Regions from separate parts of the Mus musculus genome. Here regions 2, 3 and 4 are each linked to region 1. The links are chromatin contacts, called in public HiChIP or PLAC-seq maps. All regions are on one chromosome and are shown on one strand. The core of a region is the stretch at or near the end of the contact, and the rest is flanking DNA. Distances in the headings are between cores, read along the strand shown.

Region 1 (7,943 bases), core at 3,721-6,220:
ATTACATTGATCACAAAATGATATAGATTATGGCTATGGCTCTTGCCTGCCTCTCAGAGGTTGCAGGTCGGTCCCTATTGTTCAAGGTACCACACACTTAGGATGTAGGACTCAGATAAGTTGAGTTAGATTTGACCTGAAAGCCTCTTTCCTTGTTTTACTTCCATGGCTTCAGAAAATTCTGTCTAAGACACAAGGAAAAAGAAGCAAACAATCTTACCCAGCTGTAATACCTATGAACCATGACAATGAACAGCGTGAAATGAACAGTGTGGAAAATATCTGTAAATACTTTCAGATTCAACAAGTGGTACTCACATGTTGGTGGTTACCTGCAACTGTTCAATTTGACTTAAGGCCCATTCAGCAGGAGAGAAATTGTGACTTGTACTGGAAATCCAGTTGGCTTCCTAGGGCTAGTGATGCCATGGACCTCAGAAAAGAATGTACAATCACCATTTTTCCAGACCAGTATTTTTCCTTACTGTCTTCTATCTCATTTTTATATTGACAGACAAGTGTAGCTGCCACCCCTCATCAAAAAATTCTCTCTTTATAGAAGATGAAAACCATCACAGAAAATTATACCTGGACACAGTACAGAGATCTACAGATCCAGGGAAGCCCAGCTCTAACAAATACACCTACACTAAAGCTCCTGCATCTTTGTCTCAGGGAACATTGCAGAAAAAGGCACACAAAGATTTTAAGAGCCAGAATAACAGAAATCTGCTGTGAAACAGTCTCTCCTAGAAATGACTGCCTGAGCAAGACCAGAGCAATGGAAATATCAGTGGACAGGTTCATGGGCAAGGGGGAAATTTTCACAGGTTTCTACCCCTAGACAAAGAAGTAGAAGCAACTAATGACTGTGGGAAAAAGGAGAATTAATTCCTTCCTGAGATGAGTCCCCTTATTGACCATCAAACTAAGAGTGGTAAGCCATGATGTTACATACACACAACAAAAAAGGATACTATATATATTGTATATCACATATACTGTATACTATCTATAGTATATTATATATGATATAGTATATATAGTATACACTATATAGTGCAATACATAAACAATACAATATATGTATTATATAATATATAATTATATTTAATTTATTATATATGATATATAATAAATGTAACAACAATAAGAAAAATGAGGTTATCAATGTGAATGGGTGCTGGAGAGGTGGTAGAAAGAGAACAGGGAGTGAGGAAAGTGGTATAATTTTTTTCAATTAAAACATTTTAAAAATAATTTGTTTCATGTGTCTTCTCTGCTAGGTATTTGCATACTAAGGGATAGTATGTAATTTATCCTTACATTTTTAATTCCTACAAGGAGCTGAAATATTTGATGAATATTTGCGGTCAAATTGAAATTTTTCCACCATATTTCTTTGACATCCATTTAGACAAGTGTCTTTTGGGTTCATGATTCATGCCCTATTCACATGTACTGAGCATTTTAATAATCATAGAGTATTGGGACTAGAAATAGAACTTCTTTCCATTTAAATCAAGATCTTACTTTCTACATGAGAAAAAAAACAGGGTTCAGAAAGGTAAACGAACTTAGGATCACACAGCCAGTGGTTTTCTAAATGAAGGCTCCAAGAAAGTAAACATTTACAATGTTTTAAATGTATATCTATATGAAGAGCGCTTAGGAGGGCCTGGGACAGATTTGGTGCTCAATAAATATTTATTAAGTAGATAATCTAATGTCATCTATTTCAGATCTCTTCTCTCACATTCTCCTGTCTCTGCTCTGTATGAACTAGGCCCTCAGAGAGGGTGCAATGTACCAAGGTTTTCTTTCCTCACTAAGAGTGAAAAGCTCCGATTTTGTGAGATTTATGATGAACTAGGTTATAAAGCATAGTTGTTATTACAAAGGAAATGAGAAACGAAAGCAATGGGAATCACTGTAAGGGGGCCTCACGTTCTTCATCCTTTGCAGTTCTCTAGTACAGCTCAGGATGTTTCTGACCTGATGCATTATGGGTCAAGTGTAGTGACACTGCATAATGGAGAGGGGCAAGGAGCCAGGGTGGGGCTGAAGGAAGACCTGAATGCATGATTTACTTTATAGGAGCCAATAGACCATCCTGAGGAAGCATTTGGAGGGAGAGGGGCTATGTCTGGAAGCATATCCCAGCACCCAGGGATCTAAGCAGTGCCCTCTGTAAGAAGAAGACTTCATCTGTAGGAAATGAACTAGATTACGGTCTCATGAAAACAGTCAGAGGAAAGCCACATGGGACTCCAGAGTTACACCAGAAGGACCCACAACTAGAATTGGACACCTCTACCAGGTCAAGTTATTTGATAAATGAAAGGGTGCAGGAAATAAAAACACAATTCTATGGGCAGGTTGGACTAGACTGACGGATACTGACTGAGACGATATGTAATTGATACTAGGTGAGAGTCCTGGGAAGGCTTCAGAATTGGATCTCAACTATAAATTTATTTCATTTCCCAGTTTATCAACACATGTTAGAAGCATGGCATCATTCAATTCAAAACCTTGGAACACTAAACAATGTGGCAAGGGGCATGTAGAAGGTTATCTGGTTCACTGACCTGACTCTTATTGCTGGTCAAGTTATGACCTCACTCTTCCTAAACCGGAAGACATCTTTGGGAGGCGTTAGTGCAGTCCAGGACCACAGCTAACCTCAGCCAGTCTCTATCATTTCTAGTAAGTTGGTTCAAGCTAATCACCAGTCTCTTGTTGTTTACTTGAGGACAGCTTGTCACTGTTTGCTTCTAATTAGCACTTGTGTCTTAATTTGGTTATGAGCTATAAACACTGGAAGACAAAGGAAAAATGCCGAGGAACATGAGAAATGCATAAGACAGAAGCATTTTATGCAAACCAAACTGTCTCAAACATTCTCTCTTCATTTCAGAGTTTGGAAGTCACTCAGGTTGATGGTAGCATATTTTTAAGAGTTTGTGTTCCAAGCAATGTTTAAAACCATACGTCATGAGCACTAAAGCCAGGTGATTACAGACATATGGGTGTCAGCTTGATTGCTTTATTTTATTTTATTTTTTTTATGGCTGTCTCTTTCTTAAATTTTGGTTTCACTGTGCTTTTAGGTATCCCCGTTCTGTTGTGGGATCTGCCAAGTCTTTCTGATTTCATTTTCTGTTACGGAGTCAGCTAGCTCCTCTACAAAAGCCCTCCAATGACATTTAGTATGATTTAGCAGAACTCCAGTAAGGACTTAAGTGAATACTGCCTATACTGTGTCATTGGAATTGGGGACTGTCAGCAAAGCAGATAAGTCAATCTGCAGGCTTCTCTAGGGGAGCCACACAGAGCTCTTAGAGCTGTCGACAGCACATCCTGTGTACAGCTTCAGCCCCCGGAAGTGCTTTCATACAGCAGCAAGTCCAGCCTTTCAAATGCTGCAATGGAGGTCTTTGTTGGCAAGTTCTCTGTCTGTGTGTACAGAGGACTCATTCTTCCATGAAAGGCCAGGCAGCCTGCTGATGGGCCAAACCAGTTTACAGTGATGTTGCTCTCGGGAGGGAACAGCAAGCAAGCCACTGGTGTGGCCCATAATGGAGCCATTTATCTCTCTGCAGCTTTGTGTCTGTACAGCTATCCCTAGTACATGCCACCTTCAGTGTGCCTCCCGTACCGCAGCCTTTGAGAAGCAATGCTTAACAGACTGGAGTACTTCTGACACTCCTAAGATAAATTCCTGAATCTACAACAGAGGCGCTTACAAGGTGCTGTCTCCAGGGTCCCTCGGGGAAATGCTTTGAGGAGAAAGTAATGTCAGTCAGTGCGCACCCCTCCCTCCACACACCCACCTTTCCCTTTGATCTTAGCATGTTTACCTGTGGCTTACTGGTACCAAGACAAACTAGGTATGGAACATTGGGCTTTGAAATAGGTCTGGTTCTCCAATAGGCGTTCTTTGAAGTCAGATCCATTATGTATTGTTTATTGCCTTTCCAAGCGTGCCCACATGTATTTCTAAGACCAGGGCTCATCTTTACTTATTCAAAAGAACTCCAGTTTGTTGCCATATTGGCCATCCTTTGATTTTTTTTTCTTTTTTAAGAAGAGTGAAATAGTACCTCTGGAGTCCATTTTGTCCACTTACAAAGTATTTTAACAATATACGTTAGGGGCAATTTTACATCTCTCTGTACCATTACTATCTTCCCAAGCACAATTATATGTCAAGTGAACAACTCAGAACTCCTTATGCCCTGTAATAAATCATCAATGTAATGGGTAAAAAGAATTTGTCATTGTTCGCTGTATATACAGAGTTATGTGGCATCTAACCTCAAATTTCTTTTAGATCACATATAAATACATAATAAAATAATAATGCTCATTAGTCAACACCAAATATAAGTTCCAGATGTTTGAACATCAAAGTATTTATAGGCCTATAGAAACTGCCTTGAAACAGGAACTGCTCCTCCGGAGTGGGACAGCAAGACAGGGCTATGAAACCTTCTTGAGTCCTCAGAAACAAAAGCTATTCTTGTTTATGCATAAATTATGAATGACTTTATTTTTTAAGGCTGAGTCATTGGCCAGTACATGTGTCTACAAATCCGGTTTCACAGGCGAATGGGAACTGACCAGACTAACAAGAATTCTACAACAAATCACTTTTTCCCCATTTTGTCTGGGGGTTCTGCCACTGCTCTTGTTAAGGCACAGTGGAGTTGGCGTCTTTGGCTACTTGCCTTGCCACAGACCCATACCACTTAGTTGCCAAGTAAGGGCTGGCTGCTCAGAACACAATGGCAGGGCAATAGGCTGTGGAAGAAGGGTCTCCACAGCTCCCTCAAGTGGTGGGACTGAATGCTGGCAGTAGGGTCTCTGGAAGGAAGCCACCCCACCCCCACCTCAAGCTGATGCCAATTCCAGAATTGCTCCCCTTCCCAGCCCTCAACTTAGTGGCCTTATGTTCACAGTGAGGGTAGGAGAAAGCCCTGGAGGCTCTGAGAGTGACTGTACCACTTAGTCACTGACTGATCTTTAGCAAATAAGCTGACTTTCCTCTTAAAATTTCTCATTCATAGAATGAAGAGTCATACAGAATCACCTTTCAGGTCCTGTCCATCATCGATGAGCTATGATCTGATTTTGATTCAACTACACAGGAAGAATGAAATGTATTTTAAGTTTATCAATACCACACACGCACCCCCCCCCCAGCCGATGTTCAATACGGCTAATGAGTGGTTTCGTTAATCATGACTCAAGAGAGAATTTCACCAGCAACACAAACCTCCCCAAACGAGTAGCTAGCTATCCTTTGCTGCAGCAAGGAACAAACTTGGAGATGTTAGGTATTTTCTGGGGGATTTGATATGAAAACGCCATATCCATATAGCTTGTTGGCAACATGAAAAACACGTCTCTGTTGTTCTTTTCTGCCTCAAGTCTCCCTCACACAGGAAGGAGAGAAAGGAGGATGCTTCACACTAACAGTGATTCAAACTCTCCAGCGACTGAGTCTGTGAATGTCAAGAATTCAAGCATGACTTAGTCACCCTCATTTTCTACCCTAAATGCTTTCTGTTGATCTCTATAACCACAGAGGAAGTATCCTCTGGAGAGAAGTGTTTGTTTCTTAAAACATCACAGAGGCAAATTAATATTTGAATCTGAGTTCCATGGAGCTTTTTTGGGGGGAAGCCATTTTTGGGTGGAGACAATCAAACTTCTTTTTATCCTCTGCTCAGAGGGAATCTATTTATATTAGCACACTTGTCCGTGCTAAGAATCTTGAGATGCTGGGGAGATGGCTCAGTGGGAAAGAACACTTTCATGCAAGTGTGAGGACCTGAAGATGAATCTTCAGTAACCCTGGGAAAGAGCCAGGCGTGGCTATGTGTGTCTATTAATTGGAATCCTGGGGAACAGAGGCAAGCAGGTCCCAGGAACTTGCTGGCCCATCAGGCTAGCTAAAAAGACAGACTTCCAGTTCACTGAGAGACACTGTCTCAGGGCACTCAGGCCGTGAGTGACAGAGAAAGGCTCAATGTCTTCCTCTAGCTTCCACATGTGTGCACACAGTCCCAAGCACATCTGTATACTCATTGTGTAGACATTACATACAGCTTCCTCCCCCCCCAGAAGTCTTGACTTCCCTCTGATAAACTTTGACAAATATAAAAGATCAATAGCAGTCACATATTAGTTTTCATTAAGAAACGACTGCAAGCGTCTACCATCAACATGGGATAATGGCAGTGTGGACTAGAGATGATTTACACCTTAAAGCCTGATATTGCACAATTAACAATAAGCTCATTATTACTTGATGCATTTGCTCAAACAGAAACCACATGTGACTGGGAATTTGAAAACGGAACAGACGTTGGCAAATGTTTCCCAAATATAATACACCATCCTGACAGCTAATGCATCAGCAATGTTTACTTCGGCAAATGTTTCCAATTTGGAGGAAGGGGAAAAATGGAGTGTCTAATAATAACCTCTTACATCTGAATACAGTCTGATGCTTTGGAGTTTAAAAAGCACTTTCCATGTATACATCCGCTCAGCTGATCCTTCCAACCACCCTGGGAGGTGGGCGGGATGCACATTATATTATTGTCCAACAATTTGTAGCTTCCCGGCTTGTCATGCTGCCTCGTGTCTGATCATTTCTCACATGCTCTTCCTGAGCCCTGGAACACCCTCTTCTCCCTCCCCTGCCCCATTTCTCATGTAGATAAGTCCCAATCAGCTCTGAAAAATCAGCGTGGTTAATGCTGCTTTTCAAATAGCCTGGAAGCTTTCAGTCTGGCATAGATGGTACACTTCGGTGTTTTCCCCTTCTGGCCTATGCCACAGGGCAAGGATGCCTTGCAGTGAACCCATCTCTGCTTTTCTGTGTGTTGCTTTTCTCTGCTCTAGCTTGAAAGCCCGGCTTCACCTTATTTAATGTCTGTAGCATCCTCTATTGTTCCTATCAAATAGTGAGGGCTCTAAATGTCTGCTGAGAGAGGGCTGCTCAATTGAGAGGAGTCAAACAGGTTTTTACAAATTCAACAGTCTAGTGAGGAGTAAGGGTTGAGCTGTTTCTTGTTTTCTAGTTTAACAGTCTTTGTATAGTTTAACAGTGTGTCTGCTTAGCTTGTTCCTATTGAAATACATGAGATATAGGTAGAATACAATAGTGTCCTGTGGATATTTCTATGGTTTATGGAAGAAGGTGTTGGAAATATGCTAACTGCTTTTCTTAATTCTTTCTTCACTTATTTATATATTTATTTATTCATTTTTTTTATTTTTACAGATTTTCTTTTCTGGGCATGGGGTGTGGGTATGCACAAGCCACAGTATGTATGGACCAAGGATAACTTGTGAGAGATGGTTCTCTTCTACCATCATGCAGGTTATTGGACTTGGACTCAGGTCACCTGGCTTAGTTGCAAGTGCCTTTGCTCACTGAGCCATCTTGTCAGCTCTTATTTTTCAGCATTTAATTAGTTCTTTACTTCCTATTTCTTCTAACAAGTGTGTGTGTCAGCTCAAGTTTAACTTTATGTAAAACAAGGATAAGAGACAAAACAACACAGGGAGAATAGGAGGAAAAGAGAGAAACCGCTGTATGAGAAATTCTTGATCAAGAGTAATGATGAGAGGTGATCTTTCAACTTAGCCTAGAGAGTGCCAGGGTTTAAGCAGGCAGGAGAGCATGGCATGTTCTTAGTAGTGTGTAAATAGAGTTCTTTGGGTGTATTTTTGCCTTCAGTATTAAGCTCTAAGAGGAATTCATTGCACTCATAATGATTTGAACCCATAACATGTATAACAAAATATTCCTTCACATGATGTTCATAACAGAGAAATTTATTCGTGGAATGCATATGAAATACCCCTCATGTGTCAAACACTATGCTGATGACTGAGACAAAGGCTCAAAGATGAAATGAGAA
Region 2 (7,943 bases), core at 3,564-6,063, 970 kb after region 1:
TCTAGACAAGCCAGTGGGACCAAAAAGAGGGAAAAGCAGCTATGTAGCCATTGTGCCGCATCTGTTGGTCCTCAGGTCTCCCTATTAGCCCCATTCACTACAAACCCCATGCAGGATTGAGTGGGCCTCCCATCTCTGCAGCCAGCATGACATTTACCACACTCTCTTCCTACCTTTAGGCTCTACTTTGGGACATGTGACCAGCCCATCCTGCTGACTTTGTTAGAAAAAACGAAGAGAAAGGGCCAGTGTAGTCATTCAACGCATTTATGGAGAGCCCACTCTATTCGTGATAACAATCTGACCAAGGATTCATTGGAGGAGTACACTGAGCCCTGAGTTTATTTTCCATGGGGTACATTCCCATTCAGTTAGTTTCTAGTCACCCACGGAAAGTACCAGAGTTCCCCTTATGCATTTATTTCAACCCAAGGCTCTCATAGTAAAGATGTTAAATTTTTCTCAATGCTAGTTGCCCCAAAGGAGAAAGATCCATCCTCATTTCACATTATAATTTTGAGACAAGGTTTCTTGTAGCCCAGGTTGACATTAAACTTGCTATAACATCAAGGCTACCCTTGACCTTCCGATCCTCCTGCCTCAACATCGTAAGTACTGGGGTTGCAGGCACACTCCACCGTGTTGGACCCTTCAATTTCCTATTGGGACCTCAATTCTCCCATCTCTGAGAGGAGAGGTTAGGATGGATGATATCTAAAGACATCTTATCCCTAAAAGTTCTGTGTTCCAACCTTGTGCAGCCAATGGCCTGCCTCCTGCCCTCAGGCAGAGGATAAAGGAACCACTATGGGGCCCAAACAAGCTCTTCTGGGGAATGGGTAGGGGTGGCACTCTGGGTTAAGAGTTGTTTAATCTAGGATCTAGACTAAGAAGAGAAGCCAGTTCTGGTGGAGCACACCTGGAATCCCAGCTCTTGAGAGGTGGAGACAGGAGGATCAGGAATTTAAAGACATTTTCACCTACGTACATAGTTGAAGTCAGCTTTGGTTACACAAGACTCTGTCTCAAAAAATAAAATATCTAGACTTGGAGGGGAAAGGGAGATGCCTAAATGGAGACCTTCCTGAGACATAACCTGGTTTTACAGAACACTATTTCTTGGGAGATATAAGCAGACGCCTTCTTACTCTGGATAGGGAACCAACAACAGATCAAAGTAAAGAGAGTGCTGAAGTCCAACTTGGGGAACCAGTGATTCAAAAGTCAGCTACATCACAGAAAGCGACGCCAGCATGGATGACAGCTCATGAAAGCTTAAAACTCAGAGCTAATGTCACTATGTCCCTTTCAGGTAACTCAGTAGTTAAGAAAATATCTCATCTGGGCAGCCTGGTGAGTCTAGACCTCTTGCAGGCAGCCTGGCTGTAAGGTCTCAGACACTGAGACAGATTGGCAGCCAGATTTGTTTAACACCACGGACGGACGGACGGACGGACGGACAGGCAGACAGACAGACAGACGGGAACTTGTGGGGGAACTCTCAGACCCCAGCACCAGAGACAAACAGTATGGTGGGGTCATGGAGGGAGGACATGAAGACCCAAAAGTGTCAAAAGTAGAAGTTCCTTCTTGTACCCTCCATAAGATGGCGGAGGTTTCACCAAGCCTGCAGCAAGGCTCTTTGATTCTCAGGAAGGAGGTAGAGAAGAGGGTGGGGAGAAGGATGTGTGGCCACCAACACCCCTCTGATGGGAACTCCCCCACCTCCCATCCCTTAACCCCCAGGCCCCACTGTGAGAGATCCTAGCTGCAGGAAGTCTACCAGCTTGGGACTCAACAGTCCTGTCCCTGTAGGCTGTGTCCCCATCTGTGAAAGGAGAAAGGCTGCTGCAGGGTATTGTGGCCTGAGCAATAGCTGGATTCCAGCCTTTCGTTCATACACTTGTCTCATCTCCTCAGCAGCCCTTGCTGTTTTTAGAAAATTGGGGTGAGGGTGGGTGGGGAGTAGTGTTGTGTTTCATAAAAAAGGTAGAGAAATTAGGGATGTTTGGTGAAGTATCCACAGCACCAACGTTGTGTTTTATAAAAAGATAGGGAAGGAAGGAATATGTTTGGTGCAGGCATAGTATGGTGTGGGGAAAGGGGATGCCTCTGTGGATCCATGCCAAGGCGTTCCCTTCCACCCTGAGGTACCAGCCAGGCAGTGGTATAGTATAGATAGAGTTTATTCAGGGCATGGAGAGGGGAGTCAAGAGAAAGGTAGAGGGGTGTGGGGAGGGAGAAGGGGAGGGGAAAGGAGAGGGAGAAGGGAGTAGAAGCCAGCCATGAGTACATGGAGATGGGGGAGGGAATGGGGAGAGAGAGGGAGCAGGAGCAAAGGGGCAAGAGAGTGAGGAGGGGGCAAACAGCCCCTTTTATACTGAGTTAGGCACACTTGACTGTTGCCAAGCAACTGTGGGGTGGAGCCTAGACGAAATGCCAACAAATAGTACATCTGATCAGTTTCAGGGACTTCCTGAGTCTCATCAAGCTTCTATGCTGGATGGAGTATTTTAACTGGAGCAGATTGCTGTAGGAGACCTGAAGAGGAATGGAATTCTTCCTGAGAAGATAGAGAATGAGAAAAGCCTGTGGCCCATAGATTTCATGTGAGCACAGGTCCCAGGTCCTTGTCCCTTCTACTCCCCAGAGTTATCATCATACTTCGTGCTCTCACTTTGATTGTGGTGGTGGCTCCATAGCTGGTACTTTCAAAGTCAACCGACTTGACAAGAGGGTCTTTGAAGATTAGGAAGACACAGTCTCAGGCCAGGCGAGAAGATGCACACATACCCTGGGCTCTGCACACAGTCTCCTTTTGCTGATGATTCCAGTTCGTGGAGGGCTGAAGCAGGAAGAGGGAGAGAGCAAGGCTAGTGTCTCAGTCAGGGGTTCAATTCCTGCACATAACACCATGACCAGAAGCAAGTTGGGGAGGAAAGGGTTTATTCAGCTTACACTTCCATACTGCTGTTCATCACCAAAGGAAGTCAGGACAGGAACTCACACAGGTAGAAACTTGGAGATAGGAGCTGATGCAGAGATCATGAAGGGATGTTCCTTACTGGCTTGCTTCCCCTGGCTTGCTCAGCTTGCTTTCTTATAGAACCTAGCCCAGGGATGGCACCACCCACAATGGGCCCTCCCTCCCTTGATCACTAATTGAGAAAATGCCTTACAGTTAGATCTCATGGAGGCATTTCCTCAAGGGAGGCTCCTTTCTCTGTGATAACTCCAGCTTGTGTCAATTTGACACACAAAACCAGCCAGTACAGCTAGTCTGCACTACATAAAGAGATCCCATTTAAGAAACAAAACTATCAGTAGAGCGTCCTGACTCAGCATGACTGTGCATTTCTAAATTGGGAAATTCAGATCTTAACACACAGGCACAGTTCAGAATGATGCTTCTAAAGCCAAGGATTGTCAGCAAAACCTGAGAGGTGGTACAAAGGCCTGGAAGAGTCTCCCTCACAGCCTATAGAAGAAAGCAACTCTATCCATACCTGGATTACAGATTTCTTGATTACAGGACTGTAAGATAATAAAGTGCCTTTTGCATAAGACACCTAGGAAGTACACATAAGTCTTGGAACACACAGGACAAGTTTAAACCTGAGAGGGCCACCATCCTTTGATTTCAGAGGCCAGCTTGTCTCATGATTGATTATTAATTAAGACTGCCCTCAGTGTGTATAGGGGAAAGCCTTGGTGTCAGCTATCTTTCAATTGTGTTCGCGCTGCCTCTTGCGCGGGGGGTGGGGGGGTGAGGGGGGTGGGGGGTGGAAGGAGGTGTCTATCCATACCACGGCTCCTACAAAGCAGATTGCCCGCAAATCCACCCCGGTGGTGGTAAAGCACCCAGGAAACAACTGGCTACAAAAGCCGCTCGCAAGTGCGCCCTCTACTGGAGGGGTAAAGAAACCTCATCGTTACAGGCCTGGTACTATGGCACTCCCTGAAATCAGACGCTATCAGAAGTCCACTGAACTTCTGATCCGCAAGCTCCCCTTTCAGCGTCTGGTGCGAGAAATTGTTCAGGACTTCAAAACATCTGCAAGTGAGGCCTATCTGGTATTGACGATACCAATCTGTGTGCTATCCATGCCAAACGTATAACAATTATGCCAAAAGATATCCAGCTAGCACGCCGCATACGCGGAAAATGTAGTTAAGAGTCCACTATGAGGGGAAACATTCCATTCTCAAAAAAAAAAATGTTTTTCCTCTTTTTCCTGTAATCAGTAGTTCTGAATGTTAGATATTTTTTCATGGGGTCAAAGGTACCTAAGCACATGATTGCAAGTGGAAACATAGGGGACAGAATCAGGAATTGGCAGTTTCTCCACGTTCATTTGTGTGTGAATTTGTTTGTTTGGTTTGTTTTTCGAGACAGGGTTTCTCTGTGTAGCCTTGGCCGACCTGAAACTCACTTTGGGAGGCACAGGCTGGCCTCGAACTCAGAAATCCGCCTGCCTGTGCCTCCCAAGTGCTGGGATTAAAGGCATGCGCCACCACGCCCGGCTGTGTGTGAATTTTTAATAGAAATGCAAGATGTAAAGCATTGATGCAAGCAAAAATGTTTCAGTGAACACATTTCAACAGTTCAACTTTATAACAATTATAAATAAACCTGTTAAAATTTTCTGGGGAAAAAAAAAAAAAAGACTGCCCTCTACATAGACACTGCCTTGGTAAAAGTAGGAATTTGCTACAAGGGGACCTCAGTAGGCATACACACATAGACATTAGCAGCCAGCTGAGTCTTGCTGCACCATCAACAGCAGGAGACAGTGAGCTGGTGAGCGGGAAGGTGGGTGTTGCACTTGGGAAATGTAAATGCCTACAGCTAGAGTCACTTGCTCACAGAGGCAGCCTCTCTGCCTGCCTCTCCCAGCTTGTTTCTTTCTCTGACTCACACCTTCCCTCCAGATTTGTTTGTCTTCTCCCCAGGCCCCCACAGGCCCACCTCTGCCCCTCTGCAATCTTGGCCTCAACTCGGGCACACTCACTGCATCTGTACTCTTTCTTCAGGGCCCAAGGGCACTTTTTGAGGGATCCTGACTGTCCCTGCTCTACCTGAACCCCAACTTGCCTCCTGACCCCCATTAACAGCCACCATCTCTTCCTCTGCTTCTGCCATTCTTGCTTGGCAGTATGTAAACCCTTCAGCTTTCCCAAGTGTTGGAGCCTCCCATTGTAGCAAATAACTCTGGTGTTGCATAGGTAAAAAAGTTATCTATGTCTGTCTCTGTCTGTCTGTCTGTCTGTCTGCCTATCTATCTACTTGTTTATTGGTTTATGTCTTTGTGATGGTGGGGATAGAATAAATGATTTATGCATACTGACCAAGTGCTCCATCACTGAACTCCACACACCTCATCCAGACCTTTCTTCCTGCCTCTGGAATGCAGGAAGTTCCTCACTGACTGGATACCTCTATTCTTCCCATGCAGGGCACTTCCCACGGATCTTTACAGAGCTGCCTCTCTCTCATCTTCTAGATTCTAAGGTCTTTTCTCAGAGAACCCTTTCCTCGTCCTTCTCCATGAAAAGGTGTCCTTCAAAGCACTTATTTTCCAAAATCACCTGCTTATGTTGACCTCAGTCAGACAAGGAAGCCCACTCCAGGCAATGAATTCAACAGAAATAATTCAAATTGGAGGCCAATAGAGATTAGGGACACACTGGCAAGATATGGTCCAAATTCAAGAAACCAACTCATACAGGAGGAGCAGTGGGGAAGAAGGAAATGGACAACTCAGGGAACTAGAATGGGGGAACGTGATGGAGGATAGTGACTGGGGGATGATATGGCCAGGGAACCAGAGCCAGAGAGGAGACATGATCCCAAGGGAGAGATCAGATATTGGGGATGAGCGGTATACTGGTTTTGTGTCAACTTGACACCAGCTGGAGTTATCACAGAGAAAGGAGCTTCAGTTGGGGAAGTGCCTCCATGAGATCCAGCTGTGGGGCATTTTCTCAATTAGTGATCAAGAGGGAGAGGCACCTTATGGGTGGGACCATCTCTGGGCTGGTAATCTTGGGTTCTATAAGAGAGCAGGCTGAGCAAGCCAGGGGAAGCAAGCCAGTAAAGAACATCCCTTCATGGCTTCTGCATCAGCTCCTGCTTTCTGACCTGCTTGAGTTCCAGTCCTGACTTCCTTTAGTGATGAACAGCAGTATGGAAGAGTAAGCTGAATAAACCCTTTCCTCCCCAACTTGCTTCTTGGTCATGATATTTGTGCAGGAATAGAAACCCTGACTAAGACAAGGGGTGATGAAAAGAAGAGGAGGAAGAAGCTAAACCTGGGCAGGGCTAGCTGGCAATGGACCCTGGGAAATGTAGTCTTCAAGACAGTGTCCTCTGTAACAGTGGAGCAAGGTAAAGCAGGGAAGGACCTGAGAGCTTACTGCAATGAGCTGTACAATTTGTTCACCCAGTCCCCTGCAAATGCTTGAGATTCTCAAGCGTGTGTGTATATAACAAAATATGATCATCTCTACTTCCATGCCCCCCCCACCAACTCTTTTCATAGCTTCACCAGTGTGCCTCCCTCCCAGCTTCTTGCCTTTGTCTTTTGTGAACAACCCTCTGTGTCTAGTCAGTGCTGTCTACACGTGCACAGGAGTGCTGTTATCCACTGGAGCATGAGATTCTTCCAGTGACCACCAAAACACAAGACCCGCCCACCCCAGCAACTACCAATTACCAGTCGCTCCTCAGTAAGGGGTGTGGTCTGGAGAAACACCCTCTACCCCCCCCCCACCTAAGCTGGAATTTTGGTTGGCTGGATCCTGTACAGGTAGCTACAGCTGTCTTGGGTTCCTGAGTACAATGGCCACCATGTCACGTCCAGGAGACAGCATTTCCCAGCGTCCCTCCATCCTCTGGCTCTTACATTCTTTCTGCATCCTCTTCCGTGATGTTCCCTGAGCATTGATGGTTTCGGGGTTAACATAGATGTCCCCTTTATGACTTAGTTTTGGTTTCTACACCATGACCAAAAGCAACTTGCGATCTTGTAACCCAGGGACTATCACTCAGGATAGGAACTGAAGACAGGAACCTGGAGGCAAGAACTGCATCAGAGGCCACAAAGGAACGCTGCTTACAGCTTGTGCTCAGCCTGCTTTCTTCTACAGCCCAAAACGATCTACCCAAAGTGAGCTAGGTTCTTCTACATCAATCATCAATAAAGAAAACGCCCCACAAGCTTGCCCACTGGCCAAATCTGGTAGGGGTATTTTCTCAATTGAGGTTCCCTCCCAAATAACTCTAGTTTGTGTCAAGTTGACATCAAATTAGCCAGCTCACAGACTAAGCACTCAGTCTCTGTTCTCAGCAATTTTCCATTTATACTTCTCTGTACCGACTGCTGCCTATTGCAAAAAGAAGCTTATCTGACCAAGAACTCAGCACACACTGACTGCAGGTCATAAAGGAATCAACCTCAAACCAACCAGAAAATGTCCTCTCTGCTGGCTAGCTTTCACAAAGCCAGAATGTGCCATTCGGGTTACTGGGGGACAAAAGACATCAGTCGTCATTCCCAGCACTGGCCCCTGCATGCTGTTATTCTGACCTGCTAGGCAAAAATGTGCCCACTGGTACAACAGTGAGCAGAATTATTATGGGATAACAAAACCCTTTATGATTGGATTTGAAGCCTGCTCCAGGGGAGGGATTTCATGCCTGGTTACTATAATCTTGGTCAAAGGCCTGTGGTGCGTGGGGTGGGGGTGGGGTTAGAAGGGGGTGGAAGGTCCCCAGAGTAGAACCTGCTATTGTTATCTCACTGAACAGCCCTGCTGCCAAATTGCCTTCAGGGATTTTCCATTTTGTCCCATTTTTTGTGACAGTGTCTTTATAACTGATATATATATACATATATATATATAAGCATATATATATGTACATATATATATGCTAAGTATAA
Region 3 (7,943 bases), core at 3,768-6,267, 670 kb after region 1:
GAGGAAAGAAAGAGAAATAGAGAGAGAGGGAGAGAGGAAAGAGGAGACGAGAGAGAGAAGAGAGGGGGAGAGGAAGAGAGAGGCACTGATAACCTACCAGCCTGCCTAATGATGAAGTTCTGATTCTCCAAGGATGTTCCAAAAGCCACTGGCACTGTGAAGCCTGAACTGTACTGAGGCTACAGGGGATCCATGCCCTAAAAGTGCTAGGATAAGGCCTGGTGCCGGTCAACAGGGATCTTTACATTATAGATCATCCCCACCCCGGGACCCCACTGAAATACATAAGAATCCAGAGTGACTAGCAGGGATAGTCTGTGCTATGGACAGACAGATTGAAGTTTCAAGAGTCAAAGATAGATTGTCCAAATTGTTAAAGCCTAAGAGGCAAGGCATTCTTGTGGGAATTCAGACTGCCAGAGACTCTGACCAGGATGACAACAGTTAAGAATCTCTGGGCATCCATCTAAGAGAGCATCCCAGGGGAGATGCTGGGCCCCAGCATCCAGTGAGGCTTAGAGACAAACCTGAAGCTAGAGGCCTGGAGGTCATCTCTCTATCTTATGTCCTCCCTGTTTGCTGTGGGGAAAGTCATTTAACTTCCCTCTACCTCTGTTTTCTCTTTACAACTTCCCTGAGGCATGAAGGAGTGTTGACAAAGCGTGAGATACTATATCCAATAGAGGGCCAGTTAGATATGTGACATGTGACACTATGTCAGGCGAGGCCACATTTGCACTCAGTCTTGTTAATCTTCACAGTTACAGAATGCTCCACGGAGACCAGGCCTCGGTTCTCAGTCAGCCTGGGAGAGAGGCTAGACTGGAACAAGATTCCCCTCATGTTGCTGGGGCTCTCCTCTGACACTCCCCCAGTTCCAGCACATGCTCATGAGATACCAGGTCTTGTGGGCAGATCCAAGATAGGACATGCCTCATTACTTACACTGACACAACATATGGTTCTGCCGATTTCTTCTTCACTGGTACAGCCCGGAACTGACTTAGCACACAGGATTCAGAGTGCGTTCTGGTATCTTCAAACACGAGCAGCTGGAGGCACAGTGGGAGACATTGGCGACAGTGGGTTGGGGGAGGGGCTCCTTAGGCAAGACTGACACATGGCATCCTCAGGTCACGCAACACTGAAAGCACACTGAGGAACAACAGCTCCAGACTGCTGGGAGTGATAACAGCAGCGGCATCTGCAAGAGTGAACAAAACACTGTGACAATGAAACCCTAGAGACCGAAGCTGAATGCTGGGAACTGGGACCCACAGACACTGTGGGCTATGGAAGGTTGTCTCTGCCCATCTTCTGCTGTGCTGCAAGGGTTTAGAGTTTAGAGCATGGTTTGAGACACATAGCTCATGTGTGCCTAAGGCAACTCTTCCATGTGCTAGCTGTGTGACCTTGAGCAGACAATCCCTGGCTTTATAGGGCTGTCAGTCAATTAATCTCAATTAAACTCTTGGCAACCCAGAGTGAGTTAAACATAAACTATGACAGTTGTTGCACTCTGGAGAGGGCTTTGCGGATAAAATGACCTTCCGATTTCCCAACCTCAGCCACCAGGACTCCCTGCTTCGACTTCCCTATCTTCTCATGGTTTCTCCACACTCTTGCTCTCACCTGGTCCCAGGACTTCTCTGCCCGTTGTCCTCCAGTGTTTCTAGAAGATTCTAGGTCTTGGCAAGCCTCTGAGCTTCCTATGGTCTCAAGCAGGGAACACTACACTTCCCAAGGAACCCCAGCTCATCCTTTCAAACCACTCCCCAGTCTTTTGACTCCTCCAAACTGTCAGAAGCTTCTTATTACTTGTTAGAGTCACCATCCTGGAACCCAAGCACACATTGGCCACAGTCTTAGCTCTTTCTAGTTGGTTCTTTCTCTAGAATCTTGCTGGCGGTGATGTGGAGCTTTGAACCACCAACAGCAACATGATATCCAGCAAATAGCCAAGTATTCTCTAAAGTTAGTTGGGCGAACGAGTGAATGGATGAATGAGTGAATTCCTGCTTGTTTCCCCTCTAAACTGAGCCATATTTCTGACTCTACAAGGACTTTTGACTGTTCCTGAAGCCAGGGCACAGGGCTTGGCTTTCTAAGGACTATTGCTTAGCTGACTCTGGCAATTAGAGTGAATCTCCATTATCTGTGTCCATTAAAAATGACCTATATAAGAGAGAGGACTTCCAAAAAGTTTACATGTGACAGTGTGTATCTCATTTCTTTGTGGTTAGGAAGAAGGGTGGGTTGTTTATTAAGAAGTCAGAGATAGCTTTCAACTTTTAAAGAGCTCCAAAAGCAAGACCTCCTAGTCCCCAAAGTTCCCGATCCCACCCCTTCCCTACCTTCCAACCTCCACTCCCACACACAACGTTGTGGCTACTGCCTTCAGTCGGTGACCCAGCATCACAGCTGCAAACCTTTCATGGTCTCTCCAAACAGCTGTTTTACCATCCCAGAGGGATAGCAAAGCCAGGGATTTGTACTTGGTGCTTCACAGATGAGCGTTTTGGAACCTTCAGTCCAGCCTGATAGACGATAGATCATCTCATCTCCAGCATGCAGCAGAGGTTTGTGTGCACACAGGCAATAGATCCAAAGCAGGAGCCCTTGCCACATGTGGGCCATGCTGTGCGTATGATCTCACATAGAAGAAAGAGAAAACAGAGGCACCCCTAGGTCTTGGAAATACTTGCCTAGAGACTCATCAACAGTAAAGAACAGACAAACATGTCAACTTGTGCCTGGCCATCCCAGCCCTGCCCTCTGCTTCTTTCTTTGTAACCTCTAGAGAATTTGATGAGCTCTTTGTCTGAAGGCTTTGGAGGCTTAAGATCGATTTTCCCCTCCTTTTAAGTTTGTGAGTCAGGGTCTTGCTCTACAGAGTTAAACATCCTAGACCTTGCATTCCTCCCGCCTCAGCCTCCCAAGGGCTGGGATTCCAGGCATGCACCTGCTACAGTTTTATTATGTATCCCACAGCATCCTCAAAGTTCCCCCCTGAAGACACTGAACCACAAAATTCTTTTTTTATGGATGAGAAAGCTCACTCGTCAGGGGATACATGATGATGTTTAGTCCAAGGCCTCAGGCCGGCTAGAGGATTTGCAAGTCTAGGCTGCTGAGGGAAAGAAAGCTTATGGATAGAAAGCCATACTCTTCCTTCCTCTCTAGCTCACCTGACCTGTCCATAGTACTGCATTCTAGCTTGCAGTCTGAAGAAAGTGGAGAAAACCTTCTGCTAGCTAGCTCCGGCTCGTTCACATACATTGAAGTTCTTATGGCATTCCAAGATCTCACAACCTACTCACCCAGTGTTTCAAACAGGGAAACTGGGTGAGCAGATGACACAGGAAGCAAACCAAACCTGAGACTTCCAGGTAGGACCTTGGGCTTCAGACTCGGGGTGGGGATTTCCCAAGCTCATCATCTTAAGCATCCACTTGGGGCCCACTAGCAGAGATCCCATGTGCTGCTTGTGGACAGGACACTGGCCCTTTTGGCTCAAATTGAACTATATGGGCCTGCTTCCCTGAAGCAGTTAGGGTACTTTCCTTCTTGGACAACAAGATTATATCCTTTGAGTTGTATGAAATTTTCAGAGCCAGGCCACAGGGAGCTTTCTCTGCCTCAAAGGAGAATGCAGACATAAGTGCTCAAAATGTCTTACTAGTAAACTAGAACTTGCAAAATTCTCTTCTGTCCAAGCCAGTTCTTTCTTTAAAGGCTGTTATGACTCAAGTCTCTCCCTTTGTTATCAGGATTGCTTCCTGATGACCTACCATGAACTACAATTCTCTGACCCTTTCCCCTTATCTCCCTTCTCTGTGTCACATGAAGGCCCCATTCCCATCAGGCAAAACAGCACACCACCTAAGCACAATACATTGTTGGGAGACTTTATGCTATGGTTTGAATCTGAAGTGCTTCTCAAAGATTCATAGTTTAAAAATTCAGTCCCCAGCTGCAGTGCTACTGTGGAGATCTTGGGAAGTGGGGATTGGCTGGCAAAAATTAGCTGCTAGTGGTAGACCTTGGAAGGTTATGCCTGCCTCTGGTACCTTTCTACCTTCTCCTTCCTTTAACAAACCACACATGCAAACTCACACACCATGGACAGAGCCATGCCTTCCCTGCCTTAACAAATTGAAATCCTTCTCAAGTCATGAGCCAAATAAGGCTGTATGCCTGTATTGTTTCTAGCCCATATGTCTGTCACAGAAACAAAAGAGTCTCTCCTACCCTCTATATGTTCGTTTACTGTGCTATATCCACCACAGGAATCCATTTGTGCGCCTTATAAGATGCTGTCTGAAGACGAGGGAGAAGGAGAGCTTAAATGTGAATAAGAATGCTCAGGAAGGTTCCCACTGAGAGGCTGGGGGCTAGGGCTGAAGATGGATCAGGACAAAGTGAGGAGAGGACAGGAGTGTGAAGCCTGAGCGAGGGTGGCTACTGATGGAGCTGGGAGGACAGGAAGACAGCATTGGCTCAGCTGGAGAATGAACTGTGAAAAGGTCAGGCCACAGCCAGACTGGGAAGGATCAGTGGTCTATCTGGGGAGCTTGGATTTCCAACTTGCTGGGTGCTATTGTTTAATAGTGTGTGGCATTTGTGAACTTGGCAGTCAGAAGGCCGATGCAGGAGCATTGCCATGGTTTCAAGGGTAGCTTGGTCTGATGAGTATCAGGGTTACATAGCAAAACCCTAAGAGATAACAACAACAACAACAACAGCAACATAGCATAGTTCTCAAATTTAAAAAGAAAATGAACTTTGGTTTCATGAAGCTGAGCTGTCAGGGAACCCAGTCTACGTGATCCGATAAGCATCTATTTTTTTTACCTGTGTACTGATTAACGTGGATCACATGACTTCCCGTTAACTCCGGGTGGCACTGGGAGGACGTTTCATAACAGAATTGCTCTTCTGGATTGCTGGGACATAGAAAGGTAGGAGCCCTGGGTGGATCATTATGGCTCCTTGGCTATATAAATTCTCCAGAGTGTAACAGAATGACTCACAGTGAAAACATGAGATTGCCATGCAGCTTGTCTCGAGATAGCCATCCCAGCCAAGAAAAGCCATATCCATGTGGCATCTGGCCAGTGGGTCCCGGCATCTGCTCAGCAGATGCTCCTCCCCCACACTGGATGCGATTGGCCGCTTCCTGAATCACTCTCTCCCAGGGACTACATATATGAAGAGAATACATCATGTTTTCATACTCAGTCTACCACTTTTCACCTCAGCCTCACTTTCCCCCTTTGTCAGGCAGAGATTACAACAACCATCCTTAGAAGCCTCAGAGAGTTGTTAAATGATGAAAAGTACCTGGCTAGTATGAGATCCTAAGATTTACAAGTGTCACTTTTGCTGAGGCCCAATCCTGTTTTCACCCAGGTTTTGTAATGAGTAGAGAATAAGGAGCTGAGAACCTTAGAAATAAAAGCTTTCTTCCCAACTATGCAGCCATATATCATTTCAGACCAGGCGAATCACTTAGGCAACAAGGCAGGTGGAAGAGCTACATAGCATGAGCACATGACTTCCTGGGACCATGCTGGCTCACCGCAGAGATGAGTGGACGTTCTTTGGATGACACTTTAACCTTTCACCACCACTTTAGTTGACCTTGGGATTGAAGGGTTAAAGGGAAATCCTAGGGTGACAGTATTTACAAAATCCAATGAGAATTCTAAGGCTCCAGGTACTCCAGTGGAACAAATAAACCATCAAGAAATGGATTCATCTCAAGCAGGAAATGAAAATGACTAGAGTTCCAGTGGTTAGTATGTGTCTCTCTTGTCTACATAGTCTTGGGCAGGAGTTGACTAAACAACAATTGATCTAAATTAATTTTAATCTCTGATATTAGAAGGTGTTGAATACTTCACATGAGAAATGTAGTGATTTTGCATGGATATTTTACCCGTTCCTTGGTGGCGATTGAGTCTTTCCTGTGAAGTTGGACTCAAATTCTCTTCCTAAGATGGCCACTCTGGAGAAAGAAACAATTTTTCCAGAATTAGTGTAGATCAGTACCTTTGAGTTGGATAGAAACAACTTGCCATACCCAATGTCATCAGTACAAGGGAAAGACAGAAAGCATTTAGGGTGTAAACTAAAGAGGAAATTCCGACATTTTGGGTGTGTGGTCTCAGCACTTAGGAGACAGATGAATGAGGATTAAGAGCGAAGGTTATTTGCAGTGACAATTGAGTTTGAAAAAAGCTTGAACTATGTGAGACTCTGAAGGTAAGAATGAAAAAAGAAAGAGAGAGGGAGAGAGAAAGAGAGGAGAGAGAAGGAAGGAAGGAAGGAAGGAAGGAAGGAAGGAAGGAAGGAAGGAAGGAAGGAAGGAAGGAAGGAAGGAAGGAAGGAAGGAAGGAAGGAAGGAAGGAAGGACAGAAAGGAGAGTGGCAATGTATTAAATAATCTCTTTTGAGTGTATCCTTAAGCAAAGATGAAGTAGTAGCTATGGTTGGTGAGAACAGTGCGGCAAGATGCCTGTGTCATTGTAGCCACTGTTTGGGGTAAGATGGCAGAGCACATACCAGGTGACCCTGGGGAAGGAACCAACACAGATCAGAGATGTTATCTTACGCATGCTGGGCAAGCTCCAGCTCTGGAAGGGCAGAGAAAAGAATACAACAATGATGCTGAGGTATAGACCTAGTCATTCATTGGTTCTCCGTCCATGTGACTATGTTGACTTTGTTATAATTATTGTTATTATTGCAAAATATGGACTGGGCCATGCACAAGTCCTTCTGTCACCTTCATAAAATCTTATGTCAGAGAGTTATTGTTCATAAAAATGCTTCAAGGTAGGTAGTATTTCCTCATTTTCACAGCTAGGGAAACTGAGATTCTACGTGCCTTTATGCTTCTGTATTTGCTAGACAGATAATTGAAAGCTATGCCAAAAATTCCATAGCTCTACTGTGATAGCCTTGAAACTCAATCAACATACTCCCTCAAGTATTAGAAGGATATAATCTATGTCTGCCATGATTCATCATTTTAGTGACATGTATAAGAGGTCCTGGGTTCAGGAGCATGCAGAGAAATGGGAATACCAAGGTCATATTATTCCTATGACAAGGAAGACACCAGGTTCCTTTGTGTAAGGATGTGAGGGGACAGTACAGGGATGCATTCCTTAAGAAAACAGGAGGCAAAGGCTTTTCTTCATTGTCCTAAATGATTTTGGTGAGTTGATTTGTTAGACACAGAATGGTTTCCCACAGGACACTCTATGAAAGACAAGGGTCTCTGAACTGTGTCAAGAAAGAAGAGTAAGTATATTTGGTGAGGAAAAAAAAAATGTTCTTTTCCCCTCTTCCCTCTTCTTATCTCACTAGCTCCATACATTCTACAGAGGCTTCCTTGTGATGGACCCTCCAGACAGCCATGCCCTCCTCTACAGTCTTCTTACTTCTGCTGCGCTTGTCGGACTGTATCTTTGAAAGACTGTCCCAAGAAGTCCAAACTGCACATGAACACACCACTTGTCATGTTTGGCATGGCAAAGGTTCAGTCAGCAACTGTCCAGACCCTGGTGATTCAAAAGGGTACATTGCCTGCTGACATGACAACCACCTTCATCTAAGTACAGCCTGATGTTCACAAAAGGAAATTACTTGACACATTTCTCAAAACATGACTGGCCGATGGTTAAGTGACACATGGCTGTACTTAGCATGGCAAGTAGAATCCCAGTCTTCAGAAAGTGCCTGATAATGGACTCACTCAATAAAAGTCTGTTTAGTTAAACTTCACTTGAACATGTCTCAACCAAATAGATTTGACCTTGACATTTCATATTTGACCTTGACAATTATCGGGCAAATCATCATCTGTCTTATTCCACAGATGAAAGGGAAAGAACTCCAAAGCGAGCAGAGACTGAAGACTCACTGTGAGCTCAG
Region 4 (7,943 bases), core at 1,500-3,999, 600 kb after region 1:
CTATCAGAGGCTCTTAAGAATGGATTTGTCATTCACAGGACTTACTGCCACTATTCTGAGTCATGCCCGCGGATTTGCCAGTTTCCATATCCGCCACCATCTCCTGCATAACAGGGTTGGCTGTGTGACTCCATATTAACCAGTGTCAATGCTCTGCAGGTCTAGAAACAATGACTAATCCATGAGTATATGTATGGTATCATTAAGACCATCTCCTCCCCATGTATGACAAACCTTTATTCTCTTCCTTCTTCCCCTAACCTCCTCAGAAGTGACAGGGGAATGACAGCCTAAGACACTTCAAAGACCCATTAATGAGTATTTCCTTGATTTGGATGTCAGTTCCCACCCCCAATTATGAAATGCATGATCACCTACCCCCTTATAATCCTGTTGAGCTAAGTCTGATTTGTGTTTCCATAACAGCATACACCTTCATACCATTTAAAGAAAATAATTTATTGCTATAGTTCTGGATAGGAAGTCAAAGATGAAGGATCCCTTATCTGGGAGAGAACCTTCTGCCAAGTCATCCCATGATGGAAGGCAGAAGCACATGCATACACTCAAGAGAGCAAGAGATTCTGCTCCCATCTTTAAACTCTTCAATAACTGGCATTAACCTATTCATAATGGGACTCTGTAGCTAAACATTTCCCATTAGGCCCACCTTCCAATGCTGCTATGCTAAGGGTTGGGTTTCAAACTCATGCATCGTGAAAACACATTGGATTACAATGCCCTTCCACATTTGGAAAAGAAGGTTGAACATAGTCCTGTTACTTTTACTGTCTGTTTGACTCTGGAAGCGGCATGGCCTCACTGAGCCTCTGTTTCCCCTTTTGAAAATAGCAATGGAGTTACCTAAAGTATCTTAAGAATTAAAGATGAAGAGATGTGCCATCTCTCTTTCTGCTGCCTGGAATGCTGCAGGTGTGTAACAACTATAAATAGCAACTGTTTCCCAGGGGGCACATGAGAACACACACATTCCAAGCAAGCTGCTTTGTCTCATCTTGAATCTATGCCTATCAAATAGTCTTCTAAGAGGAGACTCATTTTCAGTATTTTGTGATCCTAGAGCTATCTTGAGTAAACAATTGGATAAATGGGACTGAACACCCCAAGGCCATTGGTAGACTTCAGCTTACAAACACTGGATCTCTAACTCCAACTGAATTCTAGAGCTCTAGGTCCATTACAGAAACGAGAAGTTAAGTATTCTCTAAAGTTGAAGCCTCATTTGTTGCATCTCCCATTTTGCCAAGGTCCAGGACACACTCCACACATCTTCTCCCAAATCATCAGGATCAAGAGTCACAGAGCACTCGAGAGCAGGACAATCCTACTTAAAACAAACAAACAAAACAAAAAACAAAACAAACAAACCAAAAAAACCCACTGTGTTCAAGACCTGAACAAGACAAACTGACAGGGGAGGGACTGTGAGGACTCACTCCTCCTTAAAACTATTGGCAGTTAATATTGTTGGGGGTGTGTCAGTTCTTCATGGTTCAGTCACTGACAGGTTGCACTTTTCTAGAATCTAAGCTCCCACTCATGCTTGGGCAAGAAACTAAACTTAGTGGGTCAACACACAGAAGGGACTTGTTGAAGAGAAGATTCTAGCAAGAAAGGGAGGGGATGAAAGAAGGGAATGATAGGTAAAATGGCTAAGATTCCTTGATGAAGATGAGGAGGAGGAGGAGGAGGAGGATGGGGAGGAAGAGGAGGAGAAGGAAGAGATGATGGTGACCTGGAGGGCAGGGGTCCCTGAAAAGGGGAATCATCAATTAATCCTTATAGGGGGCAATTTTTAGTCTTCTGGTCTTTCTGATAGCTATTCTAGGCATATTGTGAAAATGCAGATTCTGATCCAGAAAGTCTGGAGGGTAAGGTTGGTAATGAACATTTCTAGCAAATTCCCAGAGATGCTGGTGATTTGGACTCAACAGACACATTTCAAGCAGCAAATCTTGGGCATAGGCATCACCTTTGCCATGTAATCAAGACTAGGGAGCTCTTTCTTAATGTTGTTGATAAATAAAACCAAGACAGTGGATTCAGGTGAAACTCCTTTACCCAAGACTGGGCTGTGTGGTTAGAGACCTTGCCTCTAGACTATTAGACATGACATTTACTAGCCCCTCTGAGCACCCATTGCTTTTTATTTCTCCTGTTCTCAATCTCTCTCTCTCTCTCTCTCTCTCTCTCTCTCTCTCTCTCTCTCTCTCTCTCTCTCTCTCCCAGTAGCAAAATGTCTATCCCTTCCAATCCCTGGTATACTCTTGGTGACTGGGTCTCTAAAGTAGAAATCGTACTGTCAGTATTATAGTTGCTGCAAGAAATATGTGGCTCAGAAGAGGAACTTGAAACAAGGTTGTTATTGGTATTATTCATATTCATTAACTGAAAGAGTAACAGCTTCCCTTATACCACACAGAAGGAATAGGGGAAAATATTACTTGTGTTTGTACATAGAAGCGTTTGCACTGGGTGCTGGAATATATTGACTCATGAATTCCTAAAGCATTTTGAATCTACAATATGCCAATTTTTCGGTTTTGGGAAACCGAAACTTAGAAAGGACAACCAATGTTTATCTAGACTTACAAACCTGAGTTGTTCCTGATGTAAAGACATTCTTTCCCCTCATCCTGCCTCCCCATCATGCACAGGATGTGGTCTGGCTGTGCCTTTGCACTGTCTGAAGCTCCTGGTACTCGCTGTCAGGTCTCACACTCAACCCCACGTACTAGGCACATGCTTTGACTGTGGGTCACAGTTTGTTTACAGGACCCAGGTCTGGATGGCACCATCCCGTTGCAGTTGGTCTGTTTTTGCTTTCTCACACTCAGAGTTGTGATGAGTCAGACACAGTCAAATCCAAGGACAGTTTGTACGGATCTCACTCCAAGTTACCGTGAAGGTGTCTGAAGCCCCAAAAGGTCACTAGGTGAAGGTGTCAAAGAGGGCAGACAGATGACCTCTCACCTCCTCGCAGAAGTGAAGGGTTCAAAGACATCCTCTCTGAGATCCAAACAAGTATGAGTCATCAGCCCCACATGTTTTCTTGTTCAGATCCAGGTGCCAAGCAGGGCAGGATCTGCCCGCCTGAGATTTAGCACGAACTCAAAGGACATAAATATGTTGACATATTGTCACCATATCAACCTGGATTCATTTATCTAAAGCTTAATTCTACATCAATAGTCCCTCATCTAGGACAGAGATAGTGCTTGCTTCCCAGAAATAACTTCTCTCCTTTCATAGAAGACTCTTACTCTCACATCACGACCCTTCATTCCCAGCACCCCCTGCTTCTTAGAGGGGTCATTTGACTACTCCACACCAGTGAGAAGGAGTGACATATCTTACTCTACCACCCTCCAAGTAAGAAAAAGAATGCTAGGAAGAGGAGCTGAAGTCCTGACTCATTGCAGGAAAGGCTTCCCGGTCAGATCCAGGGTCACCCACATAGAAAGCTTAATTGATAAGAAGTAAAGTTTTATTCCCAAACCATGATACACTCAGATCCATCTGTTGGGACAGCTGGCAGTGTTGTTATCTGGATAGCAGCATTGAGGTGCAGCTAAAACACAAGATGATGCTCTCCACTCAGAACTATGTCACCCAAACCTTATAGAGTTTCAGACAATGACTGCAATCCATCCCCATCCTCACTTAGAACTATAGAAATCATGGTTTGGGGATGTCATATTATTTGTTCCAACTCAAAGAGATAGGAAATAAGAGACATAAGGTAGTTAGCAAACAACAGACATAAGGTATAAAGAAACTTCTGCCTGGTGACAGATGGAAAAAGAACTCCCCTCTGAGATTGATCTTGAAAATCCATTCAAGTATCTTTCCATAGTTGTTTCTAAGCAAGAGTCTGTGATCTGTGGCCTGTCTCCTCTCTTACAGACTCCCATCAGGAGTGCTAGAAAAGATAAAGAGAAGAGTGACATCTGAGCCCTTCTCCTTCAGTCTAGGTCAGCTGTGGAATGAGGGGAGTCCCAGGAGGATTGGGGATACTCTTCCTAGACTCTGTCACCCACATTGGGTATAGCTCCAGAGAAGTGGCAACCAGTTGACGTGGCCACTGTAGGATTGGTGTCTCAGACTTGCTATTGGCAAGGTATGATGAAACAGGGTTCCAGTAAATTTCCCAACAGGGTGACTCAAAACTATTCAAATTAAAGTTTGCAAAGGTGGCCGAGTTGCAAGGTGTAAAGTATGCCAACTTTAGAGGGCACTTATGACCCTGGCAACAGCATTGTTCTTAAGTGGAAAACATACTGAGCTTGGCGTTAGAAGCCAGAGATCTAAAGACTGTCTCCATGGCTGATGTACCTTGGCTACCTGTAACCAAGACACACGGCTAACATGTCAAGACCCAGTCTAAGGAGCTTCCTCCTTTCTGAAAAGGGGGTGTGGTGGGTAGAGAAGTGCAACTCCATCTTCCTCACAGTACCGTCAGGGAATTCCCAGTCTTTCACCTTTGTGCTCAGCATCCCGAGGGCTTACATCTTCTGCCTGGACTAGTGTAGCAGCCCCTTGGTTAGGAGAGGTTCAGTACCTTCTAACGCAGCGCCCTCCACACTGTGAGAGCCTACTTCTGTTTAAACCCACCAAGAGTTCCACACTCTTGGAGCTGAGATGGCCTAGTGGGTAAAAGGCTTGTTTCACAATTAATGGAAATTAAGTTCAGGTGCTTAGCACCCTTGTAGAAAGTTGGAGGGGTGTGGCCAAGAGTTGCCTGCTTTCCCAGAATAAAATCTAAGCTCCTCGGCCCACTGCTTGAATTTTTTTTCCATGATGCAACCTTAACTTCATTTGTGTTGTATATGCCATTATTAGAATCCTTCGCCCTACACTTGACCACCAACACTATTCTCCCATTTCCTTGTGCACTTTCCTGTCATGGTCACCTTTTAAATCCCCGTGGTGGCCTCCCTTTTCCTGGTTACTAAATGTTCTAAACCAACCCATCATGCAAGGCCAGTGTTTGTAGTCACATCTGTAAGCTGATCCTAATGTCTCTGCTAGATTTTCACACCCCTAAATGATATAATCTTTCTTATCTCCTCTCTTAGTTACTGAAAAAAGAATCTCATCTGAATCTATGACTTCTCAAATAGCTATCATTATACCTGGTAAAAGGTTGGTGTGAAGTCCTAAGATAAGGAAGGACTCGGAAATGGCAGTTGAAAATGGGAGAGTTAAATTAAGCCACAACTTAATATCAAGTATGCCTCCATTTACAGGATTTAATACAACATGGAATTTACCTCTTACCAGTTTCATAGTCTCTCAGTAGCTCTCCAAGGAGAGTTGATTTAGTTGTCTTGCATCTAGGCAAGTGCTGTGCTGTCTTGAGCCATTTGCTTATAGTTGTGTGGAAAAGGCTAATAAGTCATAGAAGTCTGCACAGGACATTTTAAGGCCAGGCTGGAACTAATGGCTTCATTTTGATGACTTGAGGCATTATCCATGAAACATACATCATTGACATCATCTGAGACTCCATCAAAAGGTCGGGTCCCTTGCCCCACTCAAGCCCACAGAATCATCTTCATTTAATAGGATTCCTGAGTGATGGGTGTTATCATACTGAAGCATGGCACACTTTAGTGGGCATCACGTCTGCCTAGGTTTTCTTGGTAAGAACTCATTCATAAGCTGTCTTAGTTAATTTTCTATTGCTGTGACAAAACTCCATTTCTAAAGGATTGCATAAAACATTTAGTTCCAGGCTCACCATTGCAGAGGGTTAGAGCCATGTGCCATTATAGTGGAAAGCAGGGTTGCCAGCATTGAAACAGTATCTGATCCACAACCATGAGGCAAAGAGAAAATCAGAGACACATGTGGGAATGTCATGGGCTTTTTGAAACCTCAAAGTCCACCCCTAGTCACACACCTCCTCCAACAAGATACCCTCTAATCCTTCCCAAACAGTTCCACCAACTGTGGACCAAGTATTCAAATATATGACTCTAAGGAGAGCCATTCTCATTCCAATCACCACATAAACCCTAACCTAACTATAAGGAAAGCAAAAAAAAAAAAATGTCACCAGCCCTATCTTAGTTTGTTTCCCTGTTACTGTGATAAAACACTAACAAAACCAACTTTAGGGAGGAAGGTGTTTGCTTTGGCTTGCAAGTCACAGTCTATCATAGGAAGAAGCCAGGGTAGGAACTCAAAGTGGAAACTCTGGAGGCAGGAACCAAAGCAAAGACCTCAGGGGAATATTTCTTGTTGGCTCACTCCCCAGGACTTGCTATTTTGCTCTTCTATACAACTCAGGACAACTTGCCTATGGTTGGCACCATCCACACTAGGCTGGATCATCATTCATCAACCATCAGTCAAGACACACCCCCACAGACATGCCCACAAGCCAATCTGATGGAAGCAATTCCTCAATTAAGGTTCCCTCCTCTCAGGTATCTCAGTTTGTGTCCAGTTGACAAAAATCTAACCAGGACATGCCCTAATACACAAGCATATGTGTGGTAGACAGACATACATATAAGCAAAACACCATACATGTTAAATAAATTTGAAAAATTAAAAAATGAAATGGATGCAGTTTTTCCATTTCAAGTTAACTGTCTCTGCAGCTAGTTTCCCTGTTCTTCCATAGCAAAGAAAGTGTGTGGAAGGGGGCTGTTGCCAGGCAAAGAGATGGGTGGTTTCAAGACGGTGGAGTCCAACTCAAGGGCAGGGACCTCCAAGATGTCTATGGAAAAATGGGATCCAGGAAAAGGCCACCTTAAATGATTCCTCAGCCAATGAGGTTAAAATAACATTTATTTGATGAGAATACACTAAGAACCACAGGACCTGAGCAGCCGCTTTGGCAGAAAATGTAGTTTTCTGTGATCTTTTGACTCGTTTTCACTATTTCCATTGTTTTTGTTGCTCATTAACTGGGATTTTCATTATTCTCTATGGTTTCTACTCTCTTGCTGGCTTGCTTTATTGTTTGTTTTCCTAGAACACAAGCATTTGAGGTTCTTGTATCTCTTCTTTATGGCTGATCAATTAACCAGAACCAAGCAAGGAAAACCTTGGAGGATAGTAAAGGAAGTAATTTAGAAAATCTTTTCTCCACATAAAATGTTTAGCGGCCCTAATGTGAAAACTTGTGGTCCTTTGTGATATTTGGTGACATTTTATTTGGTACACACTAAGATATCTCTAATTTTAAGTTTTAAAGCATCTTATTAAAATATAAGAATGGAAACCATAGTATTTCACACTATGAATGAACATCGTCCTGCCATATGCCAGAGAGCAGAAAGATGGTCCTTGAAGCAATCAGAATTTTCCCATTGGTGATGCACTTCTAAGTATCATGGCAGAATATTCCTCCTCTAAATATACTGAGTTCTTACTTATAAACCACAAATACTTGATCTGTACATTCAATTGGAATATATATATATATATATATATATACATATATATATATATAAAAAGTATATATCATGGGAAGCAATTATAGTGTTGAGTTGAATCTGACATTTCATGACCGGTCATATGATTTAATATTAGGAGTGAGGGCGGTGTCACACCATTCACTCTGAGCTGTAAGAACGAGTGAGTAACATACATATGTATGTCATCAGCCATGGGATCATTTGGACCTTGTCTTGGCTGTACATCTTTTCCTTTTGCTGTTTTCTGGGGATAAGTGACTTCTCTTAATGAACTGTTCCACTGATGGCTTTGACAACTGGGTTGATGACTGGTAAATCTCTCTTTCCAGAATTGCTCTTTCCTTACCCCTGTGGTGCTGGAGATGGAACCCCAGGCTTCATGTATGCTGGGTAAGTACTATCCCTGCCCCCACATTGCATTTGATCTCATACTTAATCAATTCAGTGTGGACACCTCTGTTTCCAGAGGACAGTCTTCTCCCAACGTGA

The links. HiChIP or PLAC-seq counts read pairs in DNA pulled down with a chosen protein or histone mark.
Region 2: a FOXA1 HiChIP or PLAC-seq map of pancreatic cancer cells shows a contact between it and region 1. The contact joins two enhancer-like sites. A contact is called at or near these places in 1 of 115 datasets of contacts at active chromatin or transcription factors (pancreatic cancer cells) and 1 of 9 other capture datasets (embryonic stem cells).
Region 3: a FOXA1 HiChIP or PLAC-seq map of pancreatic cancer cells shows a contact between it and region 1. The contact joins two enhancer-like sites. A contact is called at or near these places in 1 of 484 Hi-C or Micro-C datasets (embryonic fibroblasts) and 2 of 115 datasets of contacts at active chromatin or transcription factors (the NIH/3T3 cell line and pancreatic cancer cells).
Region 4: a contact with region 1 is called in a FOXA1 HiChIP or PLAC-seq map of pancreatic cancer cells. The contact joins two enhancer-like sites. A contact is called at or near these places in 1 of 15 datasets of contacts at CTCF or cohesin (the NIH/3T3 cell line) and 4 of 115 datasets of contacts at active chromatin or transcription factors (the 3134 cell line, the NIH/3T3 cell line, embryonic fibroblasts and 1 more).

What each region holds. Positions count from the first base shown.
Region 1 is chr4:56,371,493-56,379,435 of GRCm38.p6, reverse strand. No RefSeq gene overlaps it. Among named protein-coding and RNA genes, the nearest start is that of Gm42291, 59 kb to the right of the region's middle. Within about 2 kb of position 4,970, at least 59 of the 459 cell types and tissues checked have an H3K27ac peak or open chromatin away from gene starts, as enhancers often do. A contact at or near this core is called in the NIH/3T3 cell line and pancreatic cancer cells, where this site is marked.
Region 2 is chr4:55,405,176-55,413,118 of GRCm38.p6, reverse strand. It overlaps Gm12505 (predicted gene 12505), which reads left to right. Exons shown (of 4, transcript NR_040674.1): 3 at 1,158-1,312; 4 at 2,464-2,676. Among named protein-coding and RNA genes, the nearest start is that of Gm12505, 9.7 kb to the left of the region's middle. Within about 2 kb of position 4,813, at least 17 of the 459 cell types and tissues checked have an H3K27ac peak or open chromatin away from gene starts, as enhancers often do. A contact at or near this core is called in pancreatic cancer cells, where this site is marked.
Region 3 is chr4:55,705,170-55,713,112 of GRCm38.p6, reverse strand. No RefSeq gene overlaps it. Among named protein-coding and RNA genes, the nearest start is that of Gm12511, 140 kb to the right of the region's middle. Within about 2 kb of position 5,017, at least 31 of the 459 cell types and tissues checked have an H3K27ac peak or open chromatin away from gene starts, as enhancers often do. A contact at or near this core is called in the NIH/3T3 cell line and pancreatic cancer cells, where this site is marked.
Region 4 is chr4:55,771,062-55,779,004 of GRCm38.p6, reverse strand. No RefSeq gene overlaps it. Among named protein-coding and RNA genes, the nearest start is that of Gm34482, 180 kb to the left of the region's middle. Within about 2 kb of position 2,749, at least 10 of the 459 cell types and tissues checked have an H3K27ac peak or open chromatin away from gene starts, as enhancers often do. A contact at or near this core is called in the NIH/3T3 cell line and pancreatic cancer cells, where this site is marked.